6 separate regions of the Mus musculus genome follow, and regions 2, 3, 4, 5 and 6 are each linked to region 1. The links are chromatin contacts, called in public Hi-C, HiCAR-type, HiChIP or PLAC-seq and promoter capture Hi-C maps. All regions are on one chromosome and are shown on one strand. The core of a region is the stretch at or near the end of the contact, and the rest is flanking DNA. Distances in the headings are between cores, read along the strand shown. Region 1 holds the start of Pdgfc (platelet-derived growth factor, C polypeptide). Region 2 holds the start of Map9 (microtubule-associated protein 9). Region 3 holds the start of Tmem144 (transmembrane protein 144). Region 4 holds the start of Gask1b (golgi associated kinase 1B). Region 5 has its middle 110 kb from the start of Gm36569. Region 6 holds the start of Gucy1b1 (guanylate cyclase 1, soluble, beta 1).

Region 1 (3,015 bases), core at 220-2,719:
AAAAAGCACATTTACAAAACCTTGATCAGAAAACTAAGTAAATGACAAAAACTGGACCTTAATGGATTGGATTGCAAACAGATCTACCGAGAAAGCATGCCTTTTGGTGTCTCATTTTGATTAAAATTGGGAACTCTCCTTTGCATATTCAGGAATGTACAGAACACTTTTGGAATACACGTATGTCACAATGGAATGGCACTGAAGATGATGCACTGCTAACTTGAATAAAGTAACAAGGCTTGTACCATTAACATCCATACACTTAAAGTCTAAGCAAGAGACTTTCTATCCAACACTGTAAAGGTGGAAATCCCACAGATAAGAATGAATGAATGGAACAGGTTTGTAAGGATTTCACAGGAGAACAGCATCTTTCTTTATTTGGTCCCGGGGACTTCCTGGATGCCAAGCAGGAGTTATAATGAACAACCTGTCAAGTACTCATTTGAAGGAAGAGAGAAGAGGACAGAGACCTGGCTAGAACAGGGTTGTTTGGTAGGCCCCAGTGGTGTCCAAGAACAAAGGAAAAGATTAACATTTTATCGTTTGGACTGGTCCCATCTTTTATTTCTGTCTCCAGGTCATGCCCGGTTTCAGGATTATGTTTACCTTGGTTCTATGGTTGGATTGCATGCCCTGACTGATTCAACTAAGTACTTGGTGATACATCTGTCTGACTGCACACCAAGGCATTTGCTTGCTCTAATGTTATTTTTATTTTCCTTATTTTCATTTTCTTTTTTTATTACCCCTCCATCCAAAGATGCATCTTTTGTTTAGATTTCAAACCCTACTGTGCCTTCAACGCTTTCACGAGGATTTTCTGATAAGGAAAGCATATTGGAATCCTATCAGAGACACATGTATTGCACATGGAACCACCCTAGGCCCTACTAACATGTTTTTCTCATTCTAGATAACCCCATAGGAACTTTAGTCTCAGCACGAAGCACTTCGTGCATAAAGGCAACCAGTTCAAACATTAGGGGCTCCAGGACAGCCTATGTGTAAATTGCCACACTATGTCCCCAGACACTCTAGGAGCTAGATTTCATTATCATGCAGCACCCAGCTGCAAAGGACAGGGACTCTTTCTTCTGCTCAGTGGTACCCTCCAACCCCAGTTCCTCTCCAAACAGGGTTCATGTGGATACAGTGGTGCATGGCTTCAATTCATGTTACAACTCTGACTTTATCTTTACTTTTGATTTATTCATTCTCCTTCAGACAGAGCCATTCTGGAAGCATCTTGAGTTCAACTTCCCTCCTTCAGTGCAGAACTCTGGCCACGAGTCCTGACAAAGCGCTTTGGGAGTGGGGATCCCCTTAGGAATGAAAGACAAGTTACAGCCAGGGAGAGCCAGAAGAGAAGGAGTGGCTGTCCTCTCCTACTTTTTTTTCCCTCTCTCTTTCTCTGAGTTTGCAGCACCCTTGAACAGCCCGCAGACTCCTTATTTGGGGTTAGGGGCGCCCAGGGGAAAGGAAGCTGGGGGCCGCCTGGCGGCATTCCTCGCCGCAGTGTGGGCTCCGTCTGCCGCGGGGCCCGCAGTGCCCCCTGTCTGCGCCAGCACCTGTTGGCCCGCCAGCTGGCCGCCCGCGCCCCCCGCGCCCCCCGCGCCCGCCCGGCCGCCAGCCCCGCGCCCCGCGCGCCGCCCGCTGGGGGAAAGTGGAGACGGGGAGGGGACAAGAGCGATCCTCCAGGCCAGCCAGGCCTTCCCTTAGCCGCCCGTGCTTAGCCGCCACCTCTCCTCAGCCCTGCGTCCTGCCCTGCCTTAGGGCAGGCATCCGAGCGCTCGCGACTCCGAGCCGCCCAAGCTCTCCCGGCTTCCCGCAGCACTTCGCCGGTACCCGAGGGAACTTCGGTGGCCACCGACTGCAGCAAGGAGGAGGCTCCGCGGTGGATCCGGGCCAGTCCCGAGTCGTCCCCGCGGCCTCTCTGCCCGCCCGGGACCCGCGCGGCACTCGCAGGGCACGGTCCCCTCCCCCCAGGTGGGGGTGGGGCGCCGCCTGCCGCCCCGATCAGCAGCTTTGTCATTGATCCCAAGGTGCTCGCCTCGCTGCCGACCTGGCTTCCAGTCTGGCTTGGCGGGACCCCGAGTCCTCGCCTGTGTCCTGTCCCCCAAACTGACAGGTGCTCCCTGCGAGTCGCCACGACTCATCGCCGCTCCCCCGCGTCCCCACCCCTTCTTTCCTCCCTCGCCTACCCCCACCCCCCGCACTTCGGCACAGCTCAGGATTTGTTTAAACCTTGGGAAACTGGTTCAGGTCCAGGTTTTGCTTTGATCCTTTTCAAAAACTGGAGACACAGAAGAGGGCTCTAGGAAAAACTTTTGGATGGGATTATGTGGAAACTACCCTGCGATTCTCTGCTGCCAGAGCCGGCCAGGCGCTTCCACCGCAGCGCAGCCTTTCCCCGGCTGGGCTGAGCCTTGGAGTCGTCGCTTCCCCAGTGCCCGCCGCGAGTGAGCCCTCGCCCCAGTCAGCCAAATGCTCCTCCTCGGCCTCCTCCTGCTGACATCTGCCCTGGCCGGCCAAAGAACGGGGACTCGGGCTGAGTCCAACCTGAGCAGCAAGTTGCAGCTCTCCAGCGACAAGGAACAGAACGGTGAGTATCGCCCCCTCCTCCCCCTTCCCGCGTCTCGCTGTGCGTTCGGGTTGGCATTGTGCGGTGGCATGTGGGGTCCTCCAGTCGTGGAGCTGATGGTCGGGTCTCTGGCGCTGCAGATGGGAGTTTCCTGAGTCCGCGTGCACTTTCTGGGGTGGGGGCAGATTTCGGCAGTTTGCAACTTCCGAAGCTCACTGAGTAGAGGGAGCGGGAAGTGCCCCGCAACCTCAGAGTGGAGAGGACGCATGGGCTATGGAAAGGATTGGAAAAGTCAACTGTGACCACATTGCTAGGTGGCATATGGCCAGAGTTACAAGTAAAAGAACTGCCTTTAAGAAGAAATCCCAAAATGAATGAGTCGTGGCAAGTTTGACTTTAAGCAGGTATGGGGGGGGGTGTTAAGAATG
Region 2 (3,015 bases), core at 165-2,664, 1.3 Mb after region 1:
AATTGCTGCTAGAAAGAATTCTCTTTAGAGCCTCTCACTTTGTGCTTGTGGCAAACAACCATCCGAAACCCATTCCCATTGTGTGCAACCCGGCCCTATTGGTAGCTGGGAACTCAGTGTTCTCTATCATTGATGTTGTTGTAAGTTTATTTTTGTAAGTCATGCCTACATTAAAGTTATATCAGTTAAATGAATACCAAATGAATAGAGCCCTTACACATTATCTAAAAATTAGTTCTTCCCATTTGGGTACCCGCCGTGGGTACAGGGCCTTTATCAGAATCATAGATGTTAATAAAATGTAGGATAGAAAAGCTAACAGTAACTGGTGAAAATAGAAAATCTTTTCCTTATGCAGATATTCACTTAAAAATAGTTAAAAACAACATAATTAGCCAAAACAAATTTACCAACCAAGAACAAGTTGAAAAACTTAAACTAGGCTTTTTAAAGGAGTTATTGCAAATATTACTTAGAAACCTTTTTCTCACTGAACTTCATATTTGTTTTTGTGTATTTAAAGATCTATTTGTCAGGGTTATTTTTTAAAAGAAACATTGTGGAGATACAGAAACAAGTTTAGTCACTTGTTAATGAATTGATTTCGACATACCTTTTTCAAGTTAAAAATAGATGAAGTCTGTGTAACTTTAAAAGTTTAAGTGTTTTGTGTATTAATAAATTATTAAATGGCAAAGATAGTGATACTGTCAGCAGTACTTTTTCCAGCCTTCTCCCCTGTGTTTTATTTGCTGACTTCTTTTTAACCAGATTATCTACTAAATATAGAAAGGGTAAACTTTTCACCAAAGATGTAAAACAGGCTCTGGGCTGTGTGTGCTTATGGGATACTTTAGCACACACACCCCTACCCCTACTCTCTGCCTCCTCCTCCTCCGCCCCCCCCCCCCCAACTGCATTACTTACAAGAAACGCTCCTATGTAATATTAACTGAATGCGATTCTAAACATTTCCCAATATTTCGCTATATATTGTATTCGGTATTCACTGCAATCCTTTAAGGAGACAGTCTTATTAGTTTCTTATCAAATCATAGAGATCTTATTTTGCATATTCCAAGAATCAAACGTGCAGTTTAACTCCGACGATTGCAAACGTCACTACTACGTCGTTCTGTTGAGTCCGCTGACACTGCACTGACTCACGCATTCCACGTTCTAACTAGCAAAAGGAAGCTTTGCATCGTGGTCACGCAATACCTGCCTATAAACAAGGACTCTGAGCAGGGGCAATCAAGGTTCCTTGTGGCGTGATGGCAGAGGGCCGGTCTTGTTTCCTAGGTAACAGCCATTGCACACAAGCTGATAGGGCACCGCGCTCCCAACACCTCCACCAGTGATGTCACTTCCTTGGTCTGTGCGGTTGTCCCAGCGACGCCGGCGGAAAGGCGGTGTTGGGTACCCAAGAGACCAGGCGGTTGGAAGTCACTTCCTCCCGGGGACGCTGTTGCCTAGCAACCGCCTTCTGCCTCCATCTTTTGCCCCGCCTCCAGGTTATTCCAATACCTGGTTTCCCAGACCGCGAGGCCCGGGCCGGGGGCGACACCTGTGCTAGAGCATAGCCGCTGGGTTCTCAGGTGGTCACAGGGGCCCGGGTGCACGGGGAGCGGGGTGGATGCAGGAGGCGCGGGCCGTGGTACGTGGAGGAACGGAGGGGACCGTGCTGGGTGTGCGGGGCCCTGGCGCGTGCTGGGCCGGGAGCCGCGCGGAGCTGGGATGCGGACGCCGCCTGGCCAGCCCGGGGAGCTCTGGGCGGTGGCCGGCGATCCAAATGGGCCTCCGACGTCGCGCGCTGGAAGCCTGATGTGCTGCAACTTAGTGTGGAGATGTGTGTGTAACAGCAAACGAATGGTTTGGGAAAATGTCGCTGCTGCTTGTGGTTAAGCATCGTTTTGAATACTGTTATGTGCAAGCCATTTCCGGGGCTGGGAACCTTGACAGTCCTCTTGGTTGCAGCTTGAACTAAGTCGTGGTGGCGTCCGCAATGCTGTGTGTTTTTAATAATGGAAAGTGAAATTGTTTGGCAACATTTTGTTATTATGTAGTTCATTCATCCTTCTAGTGGATGTAGAACAGTAATAACTTCCTCATGGATTTTCTTTTCGTGAAAACCAATTTGTTGTGAAATTTTTATGTACTTAACATAAAACGCTCTTAACGTTTTTAGGTGAATATATTGTACAATGATTAGAGCGATTTCTCTTTGGAGCGGGGTTGTGGGGCACTAATCCCAGGAACAGTGTCTTGATCATGTAAAAACGTCTAATTCTTTAAAATATTTATATGTATATTTCAGCCACCATCAGAGGTTGAATGAATTATTTCAGTAATTTATTAACTGTTGTATAAAAGCAGAGAAAAAGGACACACCATGTCCGATGAAATCTTCAGCACAACTTTGGCGTACACCAAGAGTCCAAAGGCTACCAAGAGAACTTCCTTTCAGGTAAAACGCTGCAAAGCATTTGGTTTTGATTATGCTGCTGCCTAGCCCTTGCTGGTTCTCACAAGATCTGGCATGACGTGGGAGGAGTTCTTGCTTCACTGTTAGTGTGTTGTAGGTCATCTGTCAACTTTGGGCTCCAGTATTGAAACACCCCTCTCTGTAGGATCCTGTCTTCAATATTTGGTTTCTAAGTTGCAAGCCAAAGAGCGACTTCAGAGCTTGGCTCTCTTTAGATTTTGGTTTTCTGTCGTAAGCGTCACAAGGTCTGACTGTGCCAATGCTGCATCCAACTCTTGTTCCCGTGTTTATCACATTATGCCCATCTCTGTAATACACTTCAAGGACCAGTTTGAGGCTGAGGGTCTGCCTCAGTGGTAGGCTATCAAAGTAGCCTGTCATGCTTGTCAAACCTAAGCACTTCCCTCCCTCAAAATGTAGGCATCTGTAACAGAATGTCAGTTTCTAGTAAATCCAATTAAATTGATGCCCCTATCATTCATTAGCATTTAGCGAAGATTGTAACCTGCAATTAATCTATCTAATACTAG
Region 3 (3,015 bases), core at 201-2,700, 1.2 Mb before region 1:
TACAGGTTTAATAGCGAAGAAATCATTTTTTTTCCATTTTAATTAAAACAAGCAAAGCAAGTGCATGGCTAAGAGGACAGTGCCTAACCATTTAATGAGGTAGATTATTTTACAGAAAAGAAGGCTCCACTAAGGGGTATTGATGGGCAGCCACAGGTTTCAGCCTGAATTGGATGAATAATTAGTAGTGCTAATTAGAGCGCATGACCTCATTTGACTGCTGAATCAACTCCAGTCAGTTATTGCCTTAGATAAACGATGTTCGTTTACAGCACACGGCTCCAGAGCATTTCCAAAAGCACATGATCTAATTCCCTGTGAACCAACAATCCCAGACTGCCATAAGGAAGAGTCCATCTCGCGTTAAATCAGTGACATTTCTGTGGTAAAGAGAAGCATCATTACTTTACTGAACATGTATCCCCAACCCTTTTTTCGCACAAACCTAGCCCCAAATTATTCCTCTAAAAATCTTATTTTCAGTCTAGGTTGGTAGCAAGCTAACTTCCGGCACTCAGAAGGCAGAAGCAGGAAGATCTTTGAGATCATCGCCTGCTTGGTTTACATAGCTAGTTCCAGACCATCCAGGACAACACTAGTGTGACCCTGTCTTTAAAAAAGCAAGCAAGCAAACAAAATCCATTATTATTATTATTATTATTATTATTATTATATTTTTTAATAATACGGCATGCTCGGCAAACGCTCTGCTCAGCTATACCCGAACCCCGTTTTTACTTTGTTTGATTTGAGACAGTCTCGCCAAGCTTTTCTAGGCAGACTTTAAACTCGCTTCAGAGCTCAGTCAAGCTTTAAACTTGTGCTAGATCCCTCCCATTCATTTAAAATTTTTTCAAGTTTTAGTTAGACAATAGGACCATAAATATCACGTGGGTCAGGTAGCACGTGACCTGCCCACACGCGTTTACCTTAGACAGATTACCAACCAGGCAGCAGCTATCGAAATAGTTCGTATTTCTCCAAGGTAAAAGCTTTCAACATTCCGTGGAAAAGTCTCAAGTCCAAGGATTCTAAGGTTTACGTGTTAAGTATCCACTTAATATTTTATTAAGCTACATTCATTCTTTCTAAAAAATTTACTACTTTCGTTTCATTACTGGTATATCTGCTTTTTCTCCCGACTACTTTAAAGTTTTAAGCAGCTCCTCCCCTGCGTTTAAGATAGTGCCGGCGCTCGATCAATGCCGCCTGCTCTAGTTTAAAGATTTCATTTCTGGTTTCCTTTAATTTCCTCCAATCTGAGTGCAGCTTCGCCTGTCTCTGGGCTGACGTCACGAGTGCTGGCACTTACTTGCTCTGCGAGTTTTCCCGAGGAGCTGAAGGTTGCAGGGCGGCTCTCAGACCCAGGGGCACCTTAGACTCAGGTGACCTGGTGGGGTCTCACTGCGCTGACTCTTCCCTGGACGCGTGCGGACTTCCTGCCGGAATCTGAAGGGAGACCGGAGTCCCTCCCAGGCGGAGGCTCAGGACACCCTCCCAGCGGAGGGCTGGAGCTCAGTCAGGTGACTAAGGAGTCCTCAGGCCCTCTGTCAGTCAGCGAGTTAACTAGAGAGTGTCGTGCCCCCCCCCCCCCCCCCCCTTTAAAGAAGAGCTCGTTCAGTGAGTAGCAAGTCACCTTCTGCTAAACACCACACCTTTAATTGTGCAGTTTGTGGATGAGACAAAGCCGGAGCTACCTCACACAGTTACAAAATAAATGCTCATTCCATCCCGGTTTGCCTTTGTTGTTAGGCAATCTCTCCTAATTTGCACTCCCAACTCTCATTCCCCCTTTTTAAAGTTGAGACAGCTTATTCCGAAGTTGCCTAGACTGGCTTAACGCTCACTCCACAGCCCAAGTAGACTCTGTGATCCTCCTGCCTCAGCCTCCCATGTAGCTGGAATCATGAGCTTAGACAAATGTAAACAATTAATGTGTGCTACTGTAATGTGAACTAAATGCCTTTGTGGCTTGCTGGCACATTTCAGTAGACAAGGGAGGTGGCTTTATACAAATCCATACACTGGAGTTGCGGAAAATAAAGCTTGGCCCGGGAGGTAATTTCTTTGAAAATAGCTTCCAGGAAGCTTTCCTGTGAAACCAGGCTGTGCATCACGTTCCAGAGCAGTAGCTGTATCCCACCCCACCTAAAGAGCTGTAAGAATCAAGAGCAATGGACAGGAGTGCAGGCTTCGGACATCCGATTGAGATTCAGAGGTAAAAGCAACCACTAGCATATGATGTAGATTTACCTGCCTCTTCTGTAGCTGAAAACCACGTGTGTGTGTGTGTGTGTGTGTGACTGTGTGCGTGCGCGTGTGTGTGTATGTGTGCGCGCACGTCCATATGTGTGTCTGTGTGTGCGCTCGTGTGTGTGTGTGTGTGTGTGTGTGTGTGTGTTTGTGTGTGTGTGTGTTCATCTCTCTCTGTCTCCCTCTCTCCCTCTCTCCCTCTCTCTCTCTCTCTCTCTCTCTCTCTCTCTCTCTCTCTGTGCATGTGTTCGTGTGAGTGTGTGTGTGTGACTGTGTGCGTGTGTGTGTGCGTGCATGTGTGTGTATGTGTGCGCGCGCGTCCATATGTGTCTGTGTGCGCGCTCTTGTGTGTGTGTGTGTGTGTGTGTGTGTGTGTGTGTGTGTGTGTGACAGACCTCTCCTAGACAGCAAGGCTGTCTCTCTAGGCCGGATACTAGCACAGCAGAAGACACAGATGTGAACTTCAAGAAGAGGAAGTGCTAGGTCCTGGCCTAGTCTGAGTTTGAGGCAGGCAGGCCTCTTGGAGTGGATTAAGCTGACACCATCCACTATCTGGTCATGTGAGATTCACAAGAAAGAGAAGAAAAGTGGAGACGTTAGGAGATAAGGTTTCTTGAAAGGAAGCCTTGCTTTTCAACTCTACATCCATCAGAGAACTGCACTGGGAGGCAGAGTATCATGAAGAAAGAAAGAAGGTCATTTTCTTAAGAGAAATGATTAATTTAGTGATTGAAAAAATCGAGAAACTTCCTGTTTATGTGC
Region 4 (3,015 bases), core at 201-2,700, 1.2 Mb before region 1:
CCAGGCTGCCTTCTGAGGGCTGTTGCTGTGTTCATTTGCATGCTGCAAGAACCTTCTCATCTCCCTACACCCCACTCTTATCTCACGCTTCCGTTTCTCTACTCATTTCCAGTGACCCCCTTCTTAGCTTTGTCTACCTTTCCTGGCCGTTTTACCCCCATCGAGAACTGGTGGGAGACAAGAGTTAGTCTGCAAACAGCCCAGATGTAAGGTAAGTTGCAGGCCCTGGACTCTGGCGTCCAGTTTCCCCTTCCCAACTCCGTGGGGTCAGGCAGGGGTCAGTGGGCACTCCTCATTTTTCTAAGGTATTTATTTGGCAACAGGGTCTCCGCCAACTCCAGCAAAACACTTCAGATCACTTCAGCTTCCCAAGGCTGCCATTTCTGTGTCGCTTAGCAAATGAGACACTAGGGGGCTCCCAGGGGCTGAAAGGAGCAGAAAGTTGTTTGAATGAAAACTGGGTCTGAGCTGTGTTTGGAGAAATTCAAAATTAAATTTTATTTTTTATTTTTTTAGTCATCTTTAAAAAGAACCTCACGTGTCTGAAAACGGCGCAGCAGCCAGTTTACAAATCATTTTGCTCCGCTGTTAGAAGGCGGCAGCTTTTAAGGCTGAGCCGAGATGTTTGAAAGGTGGAACACCCTTGGCCATGAAATATGTTCTCCTTACGTGCCTCAGCCTTTCAAAGTTCTGTGCATTAGAGTCAGGAATTCCATTCTTCCTGGAGCTAAGCGTGGGGCCAGCTGTGTAAGTAAAGTTTTGTTTTTCTTCTTAAACAACTTTTTCCCTCTATTTAAAAATGTGAAGAAAAAGGCAAAAAAAACAACAACAAAAAAAAAAACAACAAAAAAAAACCCACCAAAAAACCTAGATATTCTTTTCTTTCATTTTTGCTCTCTTTAGTGGAAAGAAAAGGAATAAAAAGTTGTGTGTGTGTGTGTGTGTGTGTGTGTGTGTGTGTGTGAGAGAGAGAGAGAGAGAGAGAGAGAGAGAGAGAGAGAGAGAGAGAACTCACCCTTTTCAAGCTATATAAACATCAAGGGGTAGTTAAATAACAATTTTAGATATGGAATATATTGTGAAAACAATGTGGAACATTAGTTAAGAGAATATGTTTAAATATGAACTCACTACTTGATATTTTTGTAATATATATCTTACAAAAGTTAGGGTGTCTATAAAAATCTTAAAAAGTATTTATTTCTTTTCTTATTTCTGAATCACAAAAAGGGGGTCTGCAGGGGATCCTGGTTGATGACTTTTAAGAGTTTTGCTTCTCAGATGTAGTGGCTTTAACTGTGAGCTAGCAAACGCTCTTTGCAGCTTGTCTTCATTACTTTAAAGTAAAATCAGACTCACACACCTATCTTGCTTCCGCATTTTAAACTTTACACCAAACTTGGTAGAATTTGTGGAAGGAAAGGGTTACTCGCCTCTTTCCTCTTGTAGAGGAACTGAAATGGGTTGAGTTAGTGATTCAGTCAACTCTTGTTTCCATTCATTCCCAGAGTCAGCCCTCCTTTCTCCTGGGAAAGGCTGATAGGAGTTTAAAAGGCTTGCGGTGGCCAGTTCACAAAGCGTTCCCAGAACCCGCAGCAGCGACCCTTCTCTTTTACCTCTCTGCCTGTTGGAGACCACTTAGATAGCGAAGCGGACTGGACGGCTGGATTCAGGAAGCCATGAATCATGTCACCCGGAGCCAGCTGCAGACTTTAAACTCAGTTCAGCATGTGGAAGCGGCAGAGAAATGACCTGTCCAGACAAGCCGGGGCAGCTCGTAAACTGGTTTGTCTGCTCTCTGTGCGCCCCACGAGTGTGTAAACTTTGGAGTAGTCGGCGTCCCAGGACCAGACGGAACCTCCTGCTGGGCACTGCCTGTGCCATCTACCTGGGCTTTCTGGTGAGCCAGGTGGGCAGAGGTTCCTTTCAGCATGGGCAGGCGACTGACAGGGGACCACCCAACGGTCACGACATCTTCAAGGTACCCTTCTCTGAGATTCCCCTGGATGGTACCCTGGCCCCTCCAGAGTTGCAGGGCAATGGAAGCACTTTGCAGCCCAACGTGGTGTACATTACTCTACGCTCCAAGCGCAGCAAGCCTGCGAATATCCGTGGCACGGTGAAACCCAAGCGCAGGAAGAAGTATGCGGTGGCATCTGCAGCCCCTGATCAGGAGGTGCTGGTTAGACCATCCCTTATACAGCAGGAAGCTGCACGGGCAGCAGATGCTGAAGTACCTGGCTATGTTCAGGGTTACCTAACCAAGGTTGGTGAACGACCCTGGAGGGTGCTGCGTGGTCCTGGAGTCAGAACTAGAGGTTCAAACTTGCAGCAGCCTAGGGCCCGAGAGAGCAACATTAGGATTTATAGCGAGAGCGCCCCCTCATGGCTGAGCAAAGAAGACATCCGCAGAATGCGCCTCCTGGCTGATAGTGAGGTGGCTAGCATCCTACCTATCTCTAAGAGTGGTACCCGCTTGCTGGTGTTGGAAGGGAGCACCTCAGGCTCTGTGCCTGGCTGCGGGCCTAGCCCCTGTGGGCTTCTCAAGCAGCCGCTGGACATGAGTGAAGTGTTCGCCTTCCACCTGGACAGGATCCTGGGTCTCAACAGGACCCTGCCATCTGTGAGCAGGAAATTAGAGTTCATCCAAGGTAACAGATTCACTTGCTTCTTATTTGCAGCTGCTGGGGATTTGGGATCGTTTTCTCCTTTCCCCCACTCTCTCTGAATTATTTTCCCCACCCATGTTTCCCATTTGGACAGCAGCAGCAGCAGTAGCGTCATTTTTCCATACGCGTGGCATTCTTCTATTTCCCAGTCTGGGGATATTAGAGTTCTAATGCACAGCTGTGCTGGGCATGTGAGGGAAAGCCCACACTGCAATCTTTGCTCTCCGTTTCTCTCTGTGCACTTTTTCGTGGCATGTTAAATCTAATTAAAACTAGTGACAGTTTGCACGATGACAGGAAGCCAGGGTACAGAGCTTGCTGACAGCCTTGCATAGAACCTTACAGG
Region 5 (3,015 bases), core at 239-2,738, 1.0 Mb before region 1:
TCACCCCATTATCTCCAACTTGCTCCATGACTCATTTTGGTTTGGCTTCAGCTTCCCACTCCCTTTAAGTTGCTTTCAAATGACCCAACCCTGAGTCCAGCTCTGAAATCACTGAAACCAAGGTATAGATAGCTGCAAGCCCACCCCTTTGTAATGGATGTCCTTCCCGTAGCCTTCTGCTCAACTGCTACTAGCTAGGAATAAAGACTTTACTTGATTAGCCCACCAGTTCGTCATTAGAAGTATTAAGTTATATGGCTCAATGAAACACTGAGTCAAAAACAAAACAAAACAAACAAAACAAAACAAAACAAACAAAAAACAACAAGAAGCAAGAATTGTACTTCTTGATGAAACCCAAATGGCATTTAGAGTGCACATTCTATTTATATTAATTCCCACCTCTGTCACACAGTCAAATGTTTTTCTCTTAAGATCTAGCAAAGTCAAGTTCTGTCAGAGGGTTACAAATAGTAGGAAAGACTAATAGTAACGTATTTTATCCCAAATGTCTTTAGAATTGACAGCTGCCTCCTGCTGCTCTTGGCTTATTCATTTACTTAAGGAATGACACTGCGTTGCCTCCAAGTTTTGTCAGTTATGAATAAGTCTCCAATAGGTATTATTGGGAAGGTTTTTATCTGGACATACATTTCAATTCCTTTGAGTAAACATCAAGACACATAATTGCCAGACACTGTTTCTTTTATACAATACTACCAAATCTCTTTCATAGATGATTTAGGATGTTGCATTTCCCCAAGCAATGAATGGGAATCCCTATTGCTCCAGAGCCCTTCCTATGACCAGGGATATCGATCTTGACATTCAAATATTAAGATTCTACAATCGTTTCCCAAAGCCTAAAGTAGGAAGAACTGACATAAATGGTGACCAAATTAAGACCCCGTGCAAGAAGAATGTGAGGAATGCATGACAAATATGAATCCTCAAGCTGGATGTGGTGGCACACATCTGCAACCCCTGTATGTGGTGGCACACATCTGCAACCCCTGCATGTGGTGGCACACATCTGCAACCCCTGCATGTGGTGGCACACATCTGCAACCCTTGCATTAGAAGGCTGAAGCAAGAGGATGAGTAGACTGAGGATAGTCTGGGCAGTAAAACAAGAAAATAGTATCCTGAAAGAAGGAACATCTTTTGTCTCTAGATTGACTGTGGCTCACAGGTCATCCTGCCAGAGAGATACAGATTGTAAAATGATGAGGATTAGAAATTGACCCTGGCAAAACACAAATGTCGGAGAAGCCTGTTCTTAAGGCCACAGTTCAGCATGTCTGGATAGCTCTGTGAGCTTGATGCAGAATGGAGGACTCCCCTTTCCGTCAGGGGTTCCCTTTCTCTACCTGGCACTGGTTGGAAAGCGTCTCTGAACACAGATGCCTGACCTTGTTTGGAGGATGACTGTGCAGAGCTCTCTGCAAATGCTGCATGACTCAGCACACAAGTCCTGCTCTAGCTTCCCAGCCGAATGATAATTAAGTACTGGGTTCTGGCCAATCAGCTCTCTCCACCCTTAGGAGCCCTATATACCCTGCCTCGGAACACTAAAGTAGAGTTGTCTCACTTAAGCTCTGTTCTGAAGTCCTTCTATCAGACTCATGGCTGTCTGCACCCTGCATGATGCTGTTCCCTCGGCCCTTACGTGTAGGTGGCCAAAGTACATCCCCTACCCCCAGGAGAAGGGAGACCCATATACAAATATTTTTTTCAGATAAAGCAATATGTTCTACCGTAGGAAGACATTTTAATGTAGGGAAGAATGTTTCAGACTCAGTTCTGTGATGAGGACAAGCCCTTGATTTCAAGACCAAAGCATATTTCCAGGAATCACCCAAGCAAACAATGGCTAAGTCCTTTGTAGAATAACTAAGAAAAAAAAAGGACTTTGACCCCTTCATTTTAGCTAGTATGTTTCTTGAACTAAGAATTCACAGGGCAAAGTATATAAGCTAAAATTCAGTCTATGGCCATAAGGAAGCCAGTGCCATGTAGTATCTTAATACCCAAGTCACTTTAACGTATTTATGGAGCAGACCAAGACATCCAAGTAAATCCACATCTTGGCTGGGGTTCAAAAAACATCTGTTGTGACACCTTCAAGGGATGTCAGGACAGAGGATGAATTTCCCTTTGTGTCAGGAAAGCTAGCACTAACCCTTGTAGGAAAAGTTATAGAAAAGGAAAATGAGGAACAGAGGGAGAAGGAGGAGGGAGAGCAGAGGAGGAAAAGGTCATGTAACGTTATCAGAATCCAAGAATTATAAAAAGTGGATTTACATAAGCTGAATAAAGAGCCAGAATTACAGATACATTTTATTGAAAATAGAAGATTTATTCCAAAAGTCTTTCATTATTTTAGCCTAGTATGACCCATCAAATCTGCCCAGTGATTGGTCACAGCCTACACACTTGGGACTGGGTTCAGATCTAGAGATGCTTAGAATGTCATGGCATCGGTACCAGGAGAACACTGAAAGTCTGTTACTTCTTTCATGAGACCTCCTCGTGCAGATTCTCAAGCAGGTCTAAAAATGAATTGCAGTGGGAAGTACAGGGGAGAAGAGACAGTGGAGGCTGACAGCTTTCCCTGCAATTTGAGAGTGGCTAGGGTGAGCAGTCTCTCAGTGATGCAGCTTTTGTGAAGTCTGAAGGAGTAGCCGACATTTTTGTTCAGCCTGACTAGAGACAGGGAAGAAGATGCAGATTAACAACTATCTACAGACATCAAAAATGAATTCATATTCTTTATGAAAGTCTGGCATAATGAACTGTGAAGAGGCAAGATTAGAAAATGAAAGCTTTTAGGTTTTTTTCTTTTTAATAATGTAAATCTTTAAACAATCTATAATTTTAAATATGTGTGTTTTTAATATTTTATATCCTCACCATTCGCTGGGGAACTCCTCACATCCCCTCAGGGGACCAAGCCTTACTTTCCCACCCCATCTCTTTATATCAGTCACCAAACCCCAGAGGCCCTTTCTTCCT
Region 6 (3,015 bases), core at 261-2,760, 1.0 Mb after region 1:
AGAAGATTGGCAGTTCCAGGACAGCCTACGCTGTGTGTAGGGAGATCCCGTCTCAAAAACATAAAGGCCAGACATAAAGTTCAGTGGCATTGTGTTTGCCTGTCAAGGACAAGGTTCTGGCTTCAATCCCCAATAAACCTCCTCCTTAGACCTACAGAAAGCTTAAGAGATGCCTTGGGCCTTAAAATCTCAGATAAGTCTATTTTCTCGTCTTATCTGAGTACCAGACTCAAAGCTCTACAGAAACTAGGATGCCCTGCTAGGGTTGCCAGAAGAAAACACAGCAAAGCAAGGGTGATTTGGGCAAGTTAAAGGGAAAATGTCCCTTTATTACATATCGGTTTCTCATGACTTACTGGAGAAATAATCTTTGAGTGTACTATACCATAACCAAATGATTTAACCATATTACGTGTTCCTGGTGTGCAAATCGCAAAAGAAAGCGAATCTTCTGTTCATTTCCTGCCTCTGATCCTAAGACCTTGCAGAGGCCCAGGAAGCCCCCAGGTCCCCTTGCATGGGAGCTAGCCAACCCTCTGAACCTGGCCTGGGAGTCACAGTGCTCTGCCTGTCTGGGTGTTCCCACGCTCAGTCCGGGTGAAGAGGCCGCAGCGACCCCAAGGGGCTTGATCACGCGGCCACGCCCCGGCCTACCCTCCTCTCCTGGTCCCGGCTTCGGAGCGTGGGAGAGGAGACCGGAGGATGCGCACCACGACCCTGCTGGGAGCAGCCAGGGAAGCGGGCGGGCGCGGGCTCGGTGCCAACGCGCGGCCCTGGGAGCGGGGCTGTTCACTTACTTGATGTCTTCCCACACCTCGGGACCATAATTGCGGATCACCAGCAGCTCCAGGGCATGGTTCACGAAACCGTACTGAAGGGCAGAGAGAGAGACCGTGGTCAAGGACCCGCGCCTTGCAACCCGGTCTTCCACCCGGTGCCTCTGACCTGTCATTCGCCTTCAGGATAAGCTTTCGGGTACCCTATTCTAAAAGGGGGGACTCTGCGGGATCTTTGAATTCTCGTCGTCCCTTTCCCCTCCCCCATCTTCTTACCCCTGCTCACCTGTCACCGTGGTGCAACAGGGGTAGCTCAGGAACCTGAGCCCTGAGCTTCCCACACCACCCTGCCCGTGGAACCCAGAATCCCCAGAAGTTGGAGGCTGGGGTTGAGTGGTGGGGACCCAACCAGACCCAGAGACTCGGAGCACTCCAGCAGATCATATGTCCCCACCTCCCACCAAAAGCGCTGTTCCTCGCGGCCCTCCGCTCTGTGTGCCCTGGGGCTTGTTTCTGCATCTCAGCCAGCTCTCTAGCCAGTCAAGGTCCACCCGCTCAGGTGTGATGTTCCGCTGACCATCCTGACAGCACTCACCATGGTGTCCGCGCCCGGAGCCTAGGAAGCAGCTTCCAGGCAAGAGTACCGCGGAAGGGACCCAGACAGCGACTACAGCGGCGACAGTGCTCCCAGACCAGCACAGAGCTGAAGCTAGGGCATCAGTCTCGGCCAACTCTGATTGCCACCTCTTCTCAGCCAATGACGAGTGGAGCCGCAGGAGGCTGGGCGCTGTTTCTTCCCATATCTTAGCCAATCAGTGACAGAGGAGGGAATTCAGATGGGCTCAGAGCTACTGTGCTCAAACATTTTCCCGCCCCAGTCTGGTGACAAGTCATTTCTTTTGAGGCCTTAAGGCAGATAGAACAGAACCAGCTGTGCTCCTTCCAGCATGGATGGGGTATTGTCATTGTCATCCTCGTACATCTGTTCTAATGTCCTAGAGCTTGGGCGTGTGTGTGTGTGTGTGTGTGTGTGTGTGTGTGTGTGTGTGTGCGCGCGCGCGCGCCCAGTGTTGATTAACATCGTCATGTTTTTTGTAGTTATGCACATAAACATTTCCTCTGTTGCTTTACCTAGCAACAGCTGGCAAACATAGCTAATCCTACAAAATTAACATTTTTACTTTTAGTCAATTAAGTTAATAATCAAGTGCACAAACTAAGATGTTTTGTAATATACAAGAGGTTTAGCAACTGCATTAGACTTTTTGCCATTGAGACAAAATACCTGACATTAACCAGCAGAATTCATGTTTTTGCCTGTGGTTTTTAGAGATCCATCGTTTTTTGTTTTTGTTTTCGCTTTTTTTTTTGTCTCCGTTGCTTTGGGGCGTGTGGAACAGCCCAACTCCATGGTGGCTGAGAGAATGGCCGAGGCTGTTTAGTTCATTACAGAGACACACAGGTGGGCCCAGTAGAGGCTTACAGTTCCCAAGGACACCCACAGTGGTCTACTTACAAACTCCAAAAAGGCTTCCAGAAGTTTCCAAACTGGTATTTCCCAGCTGGGGAATATGCTCTCAAGTACCTTCTCGGAGGATAGATACTTCATGTATCTTCTTGGAGGATAGATACTTCATGTGCAAACATAATTGTGAGCAAAACGTTAAGCCATCTTGTCTGTGAACTTTACAGGACAGGCCATATTACAACCCAGGAGTTAGAATTCCAGAAGTTTTAGATTTGTCTTGTATTTCTGTTTTGTCTGTTTGTCTGTCTGTCCATCAGTCCACCCACCCACCCACCCATCCATCCATCCATCCATCCATCCATCCAAGGGCCCATTACAAATGTGTGAACATTTCATCCCTCTCCAGTATGTCTTTCTCCCTCCCTCCCTCCTTCCCTCCTTCCCTTTCTCCTTCCCTCTTTCTTTCTTTCTTTCTTTCTTTCTTTCTTTCTTTCTTTCTTTCTTTCTTTCTCTCTTCCTTCCTTCCTCCCCCTCTCTCTCTTTCTCTCTTCCTTCCTCTCTCTCTCTCTCTCTCTCTCTCTCTCTCTCTCTCTCTCTCTCTCCTCTTTCTTACTTTCAAGCTGTCCCTTCTGTAAGTATGCACTCATCCATAGTCCCAAAACTCATTGGTTCTCCAAGGTGGACAGTGATGTAATCATTACTCATCTGTCCTGGCTTCTCACTCTAAAGACAGTAGAAATATTCACTGTGTCTCCTCAAGAAAAGTTTTCT

What was found. Promoter capture Hi-C pulls out the DNA fragments that hold promoters and counts their contacts. A called contact is a pair of places that touch in the nucleus more often than the background predicts. HiCAR-type assays count read pairs that join an accessible place to other places. HiChIP or PLAC-seq counts read pairs in DNA pulled down with a chosen protein or histone mark.
Region 2: a contact with region 1 is called in a promoter capture Hi-C map of stem cell-derived epiblast-like cells, with 3 times the contacts expected there. The contact joins the promoter of Map9 here to the promoter of Pdgfc in region 1. A contact is called at or near these places in 9 of 39 promoter capture datasets (the 3T3-L1 cell line, cranial neural crest, frontonasal cranial neural crest and 5 more), 4 of 484 Hi-C or Micro-C datasets (the N1E-115 cell line, cerebral cortex, cortical neurons and 1 more) and 4 of 115 datasets of contacts at active chromatin or transcription factors (astrocytes, embryonic stem cells and stem cell-derived neural progenitor cells).
Region 3: a contact with region 1 is called in an H3K4me3 HiChIP or PLAC-seq map of embryonic stem cells, with 4 times the contacts expected there. The contact joins the promoter of Tmem144 here to the promoter of Pdgfc in region 1. A contact is called at or near these places in 17 of 39 promoter capture datasets (the 3T3-L1 cell line, 3T3-L1-derived adipocytes, the C10 cell line and 9 more), 1 of 15 datasets of contacts at CTCF or cohesin (the NIH/3T3 cell line), 7 of 484 Hi-C or Micro-C datasets (the AML12 cell line, embryonic fibroblasts, nephron progenitors and 1 more), 12 of 115 datasets of contacts at active chromatin or transcription factors (bone marrow-derived macrophages, cardiomyocytes, craniofacial prominence and 5 more) and 2 of 9 other capture datasets (adipose tissue and macrophages).
Region 4: a Hi-C map of uterus shows a contact between it and region 1, with 4 times the contacts expected there. The contact joins the promoter of Gask1b here to the promoter of Pdgfc in region 1. A contact is called at or near these places in 13 of 39 promoter capture datasets (the 3T3-L1 cell line, the C10 cell line, cranial neural crest and 7 more), 1 of 15 datasets of contacts at CTCF or cohesin (large pre-B cells), 3 of 484 Hi-C or Micro-C datasets (the AtT-20 cell line, cerebral cortex and uterus), 6 of 115 datasets of contacts at active chromatin or transcription factors (the NIH/3T3 cell line, cardiomyocytes, embryonic forebrain and 2 more) and 1 of 9 other capture datasets (macrophages).
Region 5: a Hi-C map of embryonic fibroblasts shows a contact between it and region 1, with 3 times the contacts expected there. The contact joins the enhancer-like site here to the promoter of Pdgfc in region 1. A contact is called at or near these places in 3 of 39 promoter capture datasets (the 3T3-L1 cell line and pre-B cells), 1 of 484 Hi-C or Micro-C datasets (embryonic fibroblasts), 2 of 115 datasets of contacts at active chromatin or transcription factors (the NIH/3T3 cell line and embryonic limb bud) and 2 of 9 other capture datasets (embryonic tail and embryonic trunk).
Region 6: a contact with region 1 is called in a HiCAR-type map of astrocytes, with 3 times the contacts expected there. The contact joins the promoter of Gucy1b1 here to the promoter of Pdgfc in region 1. A contact is called at or near these places in 2 of 39 promoter capture datasets (the C10 cell line and hippocampal neurons) and 1 of 115 datasets of contacts at active chromatin or transcription factors (astrocytes).

The regions. Positions count from the first base shown.
Region 1 is chr3:81,034,947-81,037,961 of GRCm38.p6, forward strand. Pdgfc (platelet-derived growth factor, C polypeptide) reads left to right here and starts at 1,470. Exons shown (of 6, transcript NM_019971.3): 1 at 1,470-2,608. The coding sequence starts at 2,491.
Region 2 is chr3:82,356,658-82,359,672 of GRCm38.p6, forward strand. Map9 (microtubule-associated protein 9) reads left to right here and starts at 1,415. Exons shown (of 14, transcript NM_001081230.1): 1 at 1,415-1,598; 2 at 2,318-2,467. The coding sequence starts at 2,393.
Region 3 is chr3:79,841,459-79,844,473 of GRCm38.p6, forward strand. It overlaps Tmem144 (transmembrane protein 144), which reads right to left and starts at 1,451. Exons shown (of 12, transcript NM_001379543.1): 1 at 1,313-1,451.
Region 4 is chr3:79,884,480-79,887,494 of GRCm38.p6, forward strand. It overlaps Gask1b (golgi associated kinase 1B), which reads left to right and starts at 1,451. Exons shown (of 4, transcript NM_133187.3): 1 at 1,451-2,651. The coding sequence starts at 1,748. It overlaps Gm36569 (a long non-coding RNA gene), which reads right to left and starts at 2,327. Exons shown (of 3, transcript XR_375740.1): 1 at 1,617-2,327.
Region 5 is chr3:79,994,408-79,997,422 of GRCm38.p6, forward strand. No RefSeq gene overlaps it. Among named protein-coding and RNA genes, the nearest start is that of Gm36569, 110 kb to the left of the region's middle. Within about 2 kb of position 1,489, at least 77 of the 459 cell types and tissues checked have an H3K27ac peak or open chromatin away from gene starts, as enhancers often do. A contact at or near this core is called in the NIH/3T3 cell line and embryonic fibroblasts, where this site is marked.
Region 6 is chr3:82,073,201-82,076,215 of GRCm38.p6, forward strand. Gucy1b1 (guanylate cyclase 1, soluble, beta 1) reads right to left here and starts at 1,511. Exons shown (of 14, transcript NM_017469.4): 1 at 1,372-1,511; 2 at 798-871. The coding sequence starts at 1,374.